2 separate regions of the Mus musculus genome follow, and region 2 is linked to region 1. Evidence: chromatin contacts called from public promoter capture Hi-C data. All regions are on one chromosome and are shown on one strand. Each heading gives the region's core, a stretch centred on a gene start, on an enhancer-like site or on the middle of the called end of the contact. The rest is flanking DNA. Distances are from core to core; before and after follow the strand shown. Region 1 holds the start of Sult1a1 (sulfotransferase family 1A, phenol-preferring, member 1). Region 2 holds the start of Tmem219 (transmembrane protein 219).

Region 1 (3,496 bases), core at 964-3,463:
CTGGGCAGTGGTGGTGCACGCCTTTAATCCCGGCACTTCGGAGGCAGAGGCAGGTGGATTTCTGAGTTTGAGGCCAGCCTGGTCTACAGAGTGAGCTCCAGGACAGACAGGGCTACACAGAGAAACCCTGTCTCAAACCTCCCCCCAAAAACTGATTTGTGATTACTTCTTGTTTTTAGCCCCCCCACCCCCACCCAAGTATCTTAGTGCCAAGCAATATGCCTCTTCCAAGACAGAACCAGGGTAGAGACAGACCTTTTAAGTATGCACAGGGCCAAAATGGATTCCTCAGGAGTTCTCTCACACAAAATGCCACATGTGGACTTAAGGTTTAAGCTTGTTCTGGGGATAAAGACACGAACTTTAAATTAAAAAAAAATAAAAGTCATACACACATATATTGTTTATGTGCAAGTGTGTACACATATTTATGTGTCATGTAGCAGTCAGTTCTCTCCTTTCATTGTAAGAGTCCTGTGGATTGAACTCAGACCATGAAGCTTGGCAGCAAGTGCCTTTACCATCTGAGCTATCCTGCTGGTCCAAAGCTGGACCCTTTGGTCTTTATTCTTCTTTCTCCCTGCTTCAGTGGCAGCAGGTGTACCAGCAAAGCTTTCCAGTCTGTAACCTGCGAGCAAAATGTTGGGAAAGATACAGTTCTGAGCTGCAACTCAACACTGTCCCTCCAGCGATGCGGCTCTGCTGGTGGCCCTCTGTATAGGTACCAAGTTCTGAGAGGATCCCCTCTCCACTGGTACCAGTTCTCTTCATAGGTGCATGCTAGTAGATCCCATGGCTCTAAGGCCTGGCACTGGATCCGAACGCCCACCCACAAGAAAAAAGATGACATAATATATGAATATATACATTCATACCTGCAATCTTAGCCCTTGACATGCTGGAGCAGAATTGCCACAAGATCAAGTCTACCCTGGATTACATGGTGAATTCCTAGTCAGCCTAGGATCCAGTATGAGACCTTGTCTCTGTCAGTTCCAAAGCCAGCATTCTTTAGGATCTCTCGAAGCAGTTCTCCTCTACTAAAGGAGCCATTCCCTTATTCTGGCAGAAGGAACAGATCTGTGGTACCTATTAGCACACTAAAAGGCATGCTGGCATCTTGGCTCCTCTCGCTCCCCTGGCCCAGAGGCTCCCTTTCTACCAGCTTCTCACTGTCCTATAACCCAGCTATCTCAGCTACGCATCCCCCAACCCCACTCTCCAAGTCCTCGTCTTTGTCTTCATCTCTTGCTATCCCATGCCCAAACCCACTTCTCATGGCCAAGTCCAGTTTTCTGGTCATATTCAGTCCACTTCTTTCTCTCTGGACTCTTCCAGATCACTATGGCTGAACTCTCCCTAGCATCTACAATAAAATCCTCCCCTCAGTCACACCTCGGAGTGGTCCTGTCATCAGTCTACATAGTCTCAAACAAACACAATTTCCTCTAGAGAAATGGGAAGTCTTGTCCTGATGCCCAGCTTTGCACAGCTCTCCTCTGAGATGACAACTCTGTAAGGGTCAGGAGGTGCACAGCTGTGGTACAGGAGCCTCTGCAGCCCCAGTGCAGCTTGATATTGCATCTTCACTCCAACAGCAGACAGAGGTCAAGGGGGCACTCCTCACTCCTGGAGGTGTGTCTCTCCCAGCTGCAGCCTCTTGTCTTTGCAGAGGGTGAAAATCTTTCTAGGGACTGATCTCCACCAGTCACGTGTGGTATTGGATGAGGTAGACTAGAGCCATGAAGGCAGGGGCACCTTCCAGGGCCTTTAGACTCACACTCCCATGAACACCCCTCCAACTCTGTTGCACCTCTAGTTCCTTGACCTTGCTCCTTCCCATCATTCTGGACTTTCCCTGACGTCAGAGGTTCCAGGCATCGCTGTGGTTGCTCTGATCGAAGCCCAAGGTGTCCTCAAGACTGGCTTGGAGCCAGCAGGTGTCCCCATCTGGCTACTTTCTTCCCTATGCCAGAGTGGGTTAATTAGAAAAGTCCCATTGTTCTACCTTAAGTTTAGGTAAGTTAGGAAGGAGTCAGAAGCAGAGCAAAAGAAACCCACTGTCCATGCTGTGGCCTGATTGGTGTTTTGTTTTGTTTTGAACAGGCTAAACCCACAGTCCACAGTATGGTTAACAGAACCCTGCCCTACTCCACCTCCTCCCCTTTTTGTTTCTGGAGAACAGCCAGTCCTAGCACTGTTTCCACTTCCTCCCACTTGGGACACAAAATCTCCAGCTCAAAGACCAATTCTGCATTCCCCACATTGCAAAGCCTACACAAAGATCCCTACCACTGAGCACCGAGGGAGGCATGGCTCAGAACCCCAGGTGAGTGGCAGAGTGGGGTGGCCACCTTGTCCTGCCCAGATACTGGTTCCACTGCTCTTCAAGTGCCAGCTAGTCCTTACACTTTGATTAGTCTGCCTGACTGCTGCCTGGGCCTCTAGCCTCTCTACTTTCTCCATGCATACCCCACCTCAGAAGAGCAACTGTGGTTTGTCTGAGTTCCCCTCCGCTCTGGCTTGTTTTAGAATCCTTTTTATTTTAGTAGAAAGTTTCTCCCTACCTTGCAACAAGCTTAATAGCTAAATTGGTTATATTTGTCTCAGAGCAAAATAGGATATCAGTTCTAGATGGGCTGAGGCATTTCTGAAGATAACAGGAAGTTCAAGGGGAAAAAAATAGAGAGAGGCCATGGCCTGAAGCTGCACTAGGAAGTAGTGAAGACTCGGCTGGTGCCTGCCGTTTTCTCATGTATGAGCTGGAATATCCTAGGAAACAGCACACATTGGACTGATTCTACCTCAGAGTGTTTTAATGCCTGGACTATGTATGCTTGGGCACTAGGGACATGGAACAATGTTCCACAGGTGATCAGACATAGCACAGTGGTGACTTTTGGTGGAGATAGATTTGCCTTTGATCCCAGATCTACCTGCCACTTTGGGGGGCTCTGCCAAAGCCCCAGGATCCCCGTCTTAAATCATTTAACACATGGTACTGTGGACTTGCTAGAGAAGTGGGTTTTACTCTGTTCTCAATGCAGCAACATGGAGCCCTTGCGTAAACCACTGGTGCCTGTGAAGGGAATCCCACTCATCAAATACTTTGCGGAGACAATGGAGCAACTGCAGAACTTCACAGCCTGGCCTGATGATGTGCTCATCAGCACGTACCCAAAGTCTGGTGAGCGAGCAGTGGTCCCCACCACACACACACTTTGGTAAGCAGGTCAAGACTCTGAGCCTCGCTCACCTCTTGCTCCTCCCTTTCCAGGTACTACCTGGATGAGTGAGATCATGGATATGATCTATCAGGGTGGCAAGCTAGATAAGTGTGGCCGGGCCCCCGTCTATGCCCGGATACCCTTCCTTGAGTTCAGCTGCCCAGGGGTCCCCCCAGGTATGTGCATGGGGGTGCTAGAGACAAGTGGAAAAAGGTAGGACCGGGCCCCAGTTTAACAAAGTTCCTTGTTCAACTTAGGTCTTGAAACTC
Region 2 (3,415 bases), core at 570-3,069, 220 kb before region 1:
TCAGGGGTGAATAATCTTCCTAGGAATACGGGTGTCGTAGTCAGGGGTGAATAATCTTCCTAGGAATATGGCTGTTGTAGTCAGTCAAGGGTGAATAATCTTCCTAGGAATATGAGTGTCGTAGTTAGGGGTGAATAATCATCCTAGGAATATGGGTGTCGTAGTCAGGGGTGAATAATCTTCCTAGGAATACGGGTGTCATAGTCAGGGTTCTGTTCCTGCACAAACATCATGACCAAGAAGCACTTGGGGAGGAAAGGGTTTATTCTGCTTACACTTCCACATTGCTGTTCATCACCAAAGGAAGTTAGGACTGGAACTCAAGCAGGTCAAGAAGCAGGAGCTGATGCAGAGGCCACGGAGGGATGTTCTTTACTGGCTTGCTTCCCCTGGCTTGCTCAGCCTGCTTTCTTATAGAATTCAAGACTACCAGCCCAGGGATAGCACCCTTGATCAAGGGGCCTTTCGCCCTTGATCACTAATTGAGAAAATGCCTTACAGTTGGATCTCATGGAGACTGAAGCTCCTTTCTCTGTGATAACTCCAGTCTGTGTCAAGTTGACACAAAACCAGCCAGTACAATGGGTATACAAAGTCTCACAGAGACATTGTTTCAAATTTGGGCAGCAATTTTATATCCAGAAGTAGAATTATAACCACATGGCAATACTATTTCTGTTGATTTTCCTTTTTTGGAAAAGTCAAATTCTTCCCCATAACGGTACCAGTGTATGTTCCTACCAACAATGTTCAGCTGAAGTTTCAATTTGTCCACATATTTACCAACACTCGCTAGTTTCTGATCTCTTGTTGGTAGCTACACTAACAGATATGAATGATACCTCATTTTGCTTTTTTTTTTTTGCTTTATTTACATTTTTTGAGAACTGTTATGAACTAAAACCGGAGGTACAAATGTTTTTCTTTAGAGAACCATGTTCCACACTATTAATCCCAGCACACAGGAGGCAGAGGCTGGTGGATCTCTGTGTTCAAAGACACTTTGGTCTACATAAGTGAGTTCCATGTCATCTGCACAGTAAGACCCTGCCCTACCCTAAACCAAAACAAATGTTCTTCTGTAAAGGGGACAGTTTTATCCCCAGGACAACAGGGTTATTATGGCTTTTGCAGAATTAGATTTATTCATTTTGTTGTTGTTTGGTTTTGGAGGGATCCCAGGCTGGCTTCGAACTCCTGATGCTCAGGCCTCCACCTCCTAACTGCTGGGGTTACAGGACTGCATCACCAGAGTGAGGATGAGCCCGAGTTCCTGGCTCCGTGCCTTATGTTGTTTCAGGTAAGATGATATTCCCTCTAAAAGGCTAACAGAGTGAGACGAGATGTTCCCCTTTGAACAGCCTTGCAACTCTAGGGTCCTGGGCACTTAGGGACCTCTCAAGAAAAGAGCCAAAGTCCAAGGGCAAGGTGTGTAGACCGTAAGTATTTGAGAGGGCAGAGAAGAGCAAAACCTATACACTACACACAGAGGGGAAGAGTAAAGTCCCATCCATCCCAGAGGACCCCCAAGTCCTTCCCAGAAGCCTGGGTGAGGTTCTGACCCTCCTGTGCTCTCTCAGGAGGGAGACCCTGAGATGTCCAAAACGGCTAGCACGGCCTCCCTCGGCTGTTGCTAGTTTTATCACCTACTCCCAAGTTACTCCCTCCACTTGGCCCATTGGGTGACTTTTCTTTTGGTTCGGCCGGAACTAGGCCAGGGAGTAGCCAGCAACCTTTCCAACCGTGGTCACCGCGCATGCGCGTCTGAATGGACTGGGGCGGGGCCGGAGCGTGCACGCGCGAGCAAGGCCCCGCCTCTCCGCCAAGCCACCCATGACGTCACGGGGCGCCGGCCTCTGCTGGGCTGCAAGCGGTGAGAGCTAGTGGCGAACGGATCTGACGCCGCTTGATCGGGAAGGGATGCGGGTGTCGAGATCCTTCTGGAGGGGCTTTGGGGAGGACGGGAGGTCCAGATGCACCAGCCGCTACTGCCCCTCAGGCTCTGCCCTCCCTCCTCCTCCCCTCCCCCTTGCAGAAATGCCGGGACGTGGAGCCACGCCGGGGCCGAGCATATGTGACACCTGTGTTTCCCAGTGGCTTCCACACTTTCCCACGCTGTCCCCCTCACACCTTATAATGATCTCCTGCCTTCCAGATGCTTATTTTCATCAGTCTATCGCTTCTTGCCTGGAATAGGGTACTCGGAAATTGGAGATGGATTTTAGACCGTAGCCCTACCACTTCTGAGTCCCTGAGCTTCAGTATTCTACTGGCTTCTGGCCTTAAGGATCAGTATGACACCAATAGAAAGAAAGGAGATGGACGTCTGTTGAATTCCTGCATGGCCAAGTACTGAGCAAACAGCTGCCCAGTCGAATCCTCATTACTTGGTGCTCTTAGAACTCCCTTTCAGGACATCCTAACCTCACAGACAACCAACTGGCTTGGTTGCATGTGTGAGCGCCGTCCATTCCTACCTGGCTAGTTAGCTTAACTCCAAACTGGAAACTGAACCCAGACACTTCCGGTCTGGATTGTGACTTGGCTGCCAAAGCCTCACCCCAGATCAACTGCTTCCTCTTTCTCCAGCTGAGAATTCGTTTCACATCTCTTTTGCTAGTACAGAATGCTCTTCCCTGCTTCTCCTTTGGATATTTCAGAAACGAAAGAAAGCTTTTTTTTTTTTTAAGTGCTGTAAGGAGGTGAACTTTTGGAGTTCAGAATCTTGGATTTTGGTCCTGGCTCTGTCACTTTCTGCGTGGCCTTGAGCAAATTCATTGTCTTCTAACCTTAGGTTATCTTTGTATAGCATGGGTGAGTGCCTTCTGACCAGCAGGCTCTTGTCTAGTTCTCCCTTACTGTCCTCCAGCAGGCACCCCACGGAGGCCCAGACCCCTCTGCTCCCCATGGGCAGCTGCCAGGCAGGGCACAACTTGCATCTCTGTCTGGCTCATCACCCACCTTTGGTCTGTGCCACTTTGATCCTGCTGCTCCTTGGCCTTTCTGGCCTGGGCCTTGGTGGCTTCCTCCTCACCCACACAACTGGCCTCCGTAGCCCTGACATTCCCCAGGTAAGTACCCGGGGTGCTCACCCTTGTGGTATATACCCGCCCCTGCTGCTCTTCTCACCTCTCTGTCACTCTCCTTTTTGCACGCAGGATTGGGTTTCCTTCTTGAGATCTTTTGGCCAGCTAAGTCTGTGCCCCATGAATGAGACAGTCACAGGGACGTGGCAAGGGCCTCACGTCGTCGGCTTACTGACCACTTTGAACTTCGGAGATGGTCCAGACAGAAACAAAACCCAAACATTCCAAGCCAAGATCCATGGTAGTCAGATAGGATTGACAGGTGAGACCTGGGGAAAATGGCGGTCCAATGTCACGACATTTAGGGTTGGGCTTGACTTCTGACTTCA

What was found. Capture Hi-C pulls out chosen DNA fragments and counts their contacts.
Region 2: a promoter capture Hi-C map of adipose tissue shows a contact between it and region 1. The contact joins the promoter of Tmem219 here to the promoter of Sult1a1 in region 1. A contact is called at or near these places in 3 of 115 datasets of contacts at active chromatin or transcription factors (bone marrow-derived macrophages, microglia and pancreatic cancer cells) and 3 of 9 other capture datasets (adipose tissue, liver and pancreatic islet).

What each region holds. Positions count from the first base shown.
Region 1 is chr7:126,675,135-126,678,630 of GRCm38.p6, reverse strand. It overlaps Sult1a1 (sulfotransferase family 1A, phenol-preferring, member 1), which reads left to right and starts at 2,213. Exons shown (of 8, transcript NM_133670.2): 1 at 2,213-2,329; 2 at 3,048-3,187; 3 at 3,278-3,403; 4 at 3,485-3,496. The coding sequence starts at 2,313.
Region 2 is chr7:126,896,682-126,900,096 of GRCm38.p6, reverse strand. It overlaps Tmem219 (transmembrane protein 219), which reads left to right and starts at 1,819. Exons shown (of 6, transcript NM_026827.1): 1 at 1,819-1,873; 2 at 2,870-3,071; 3 at 3,159-3,348. The coding sequence starts at 2,907.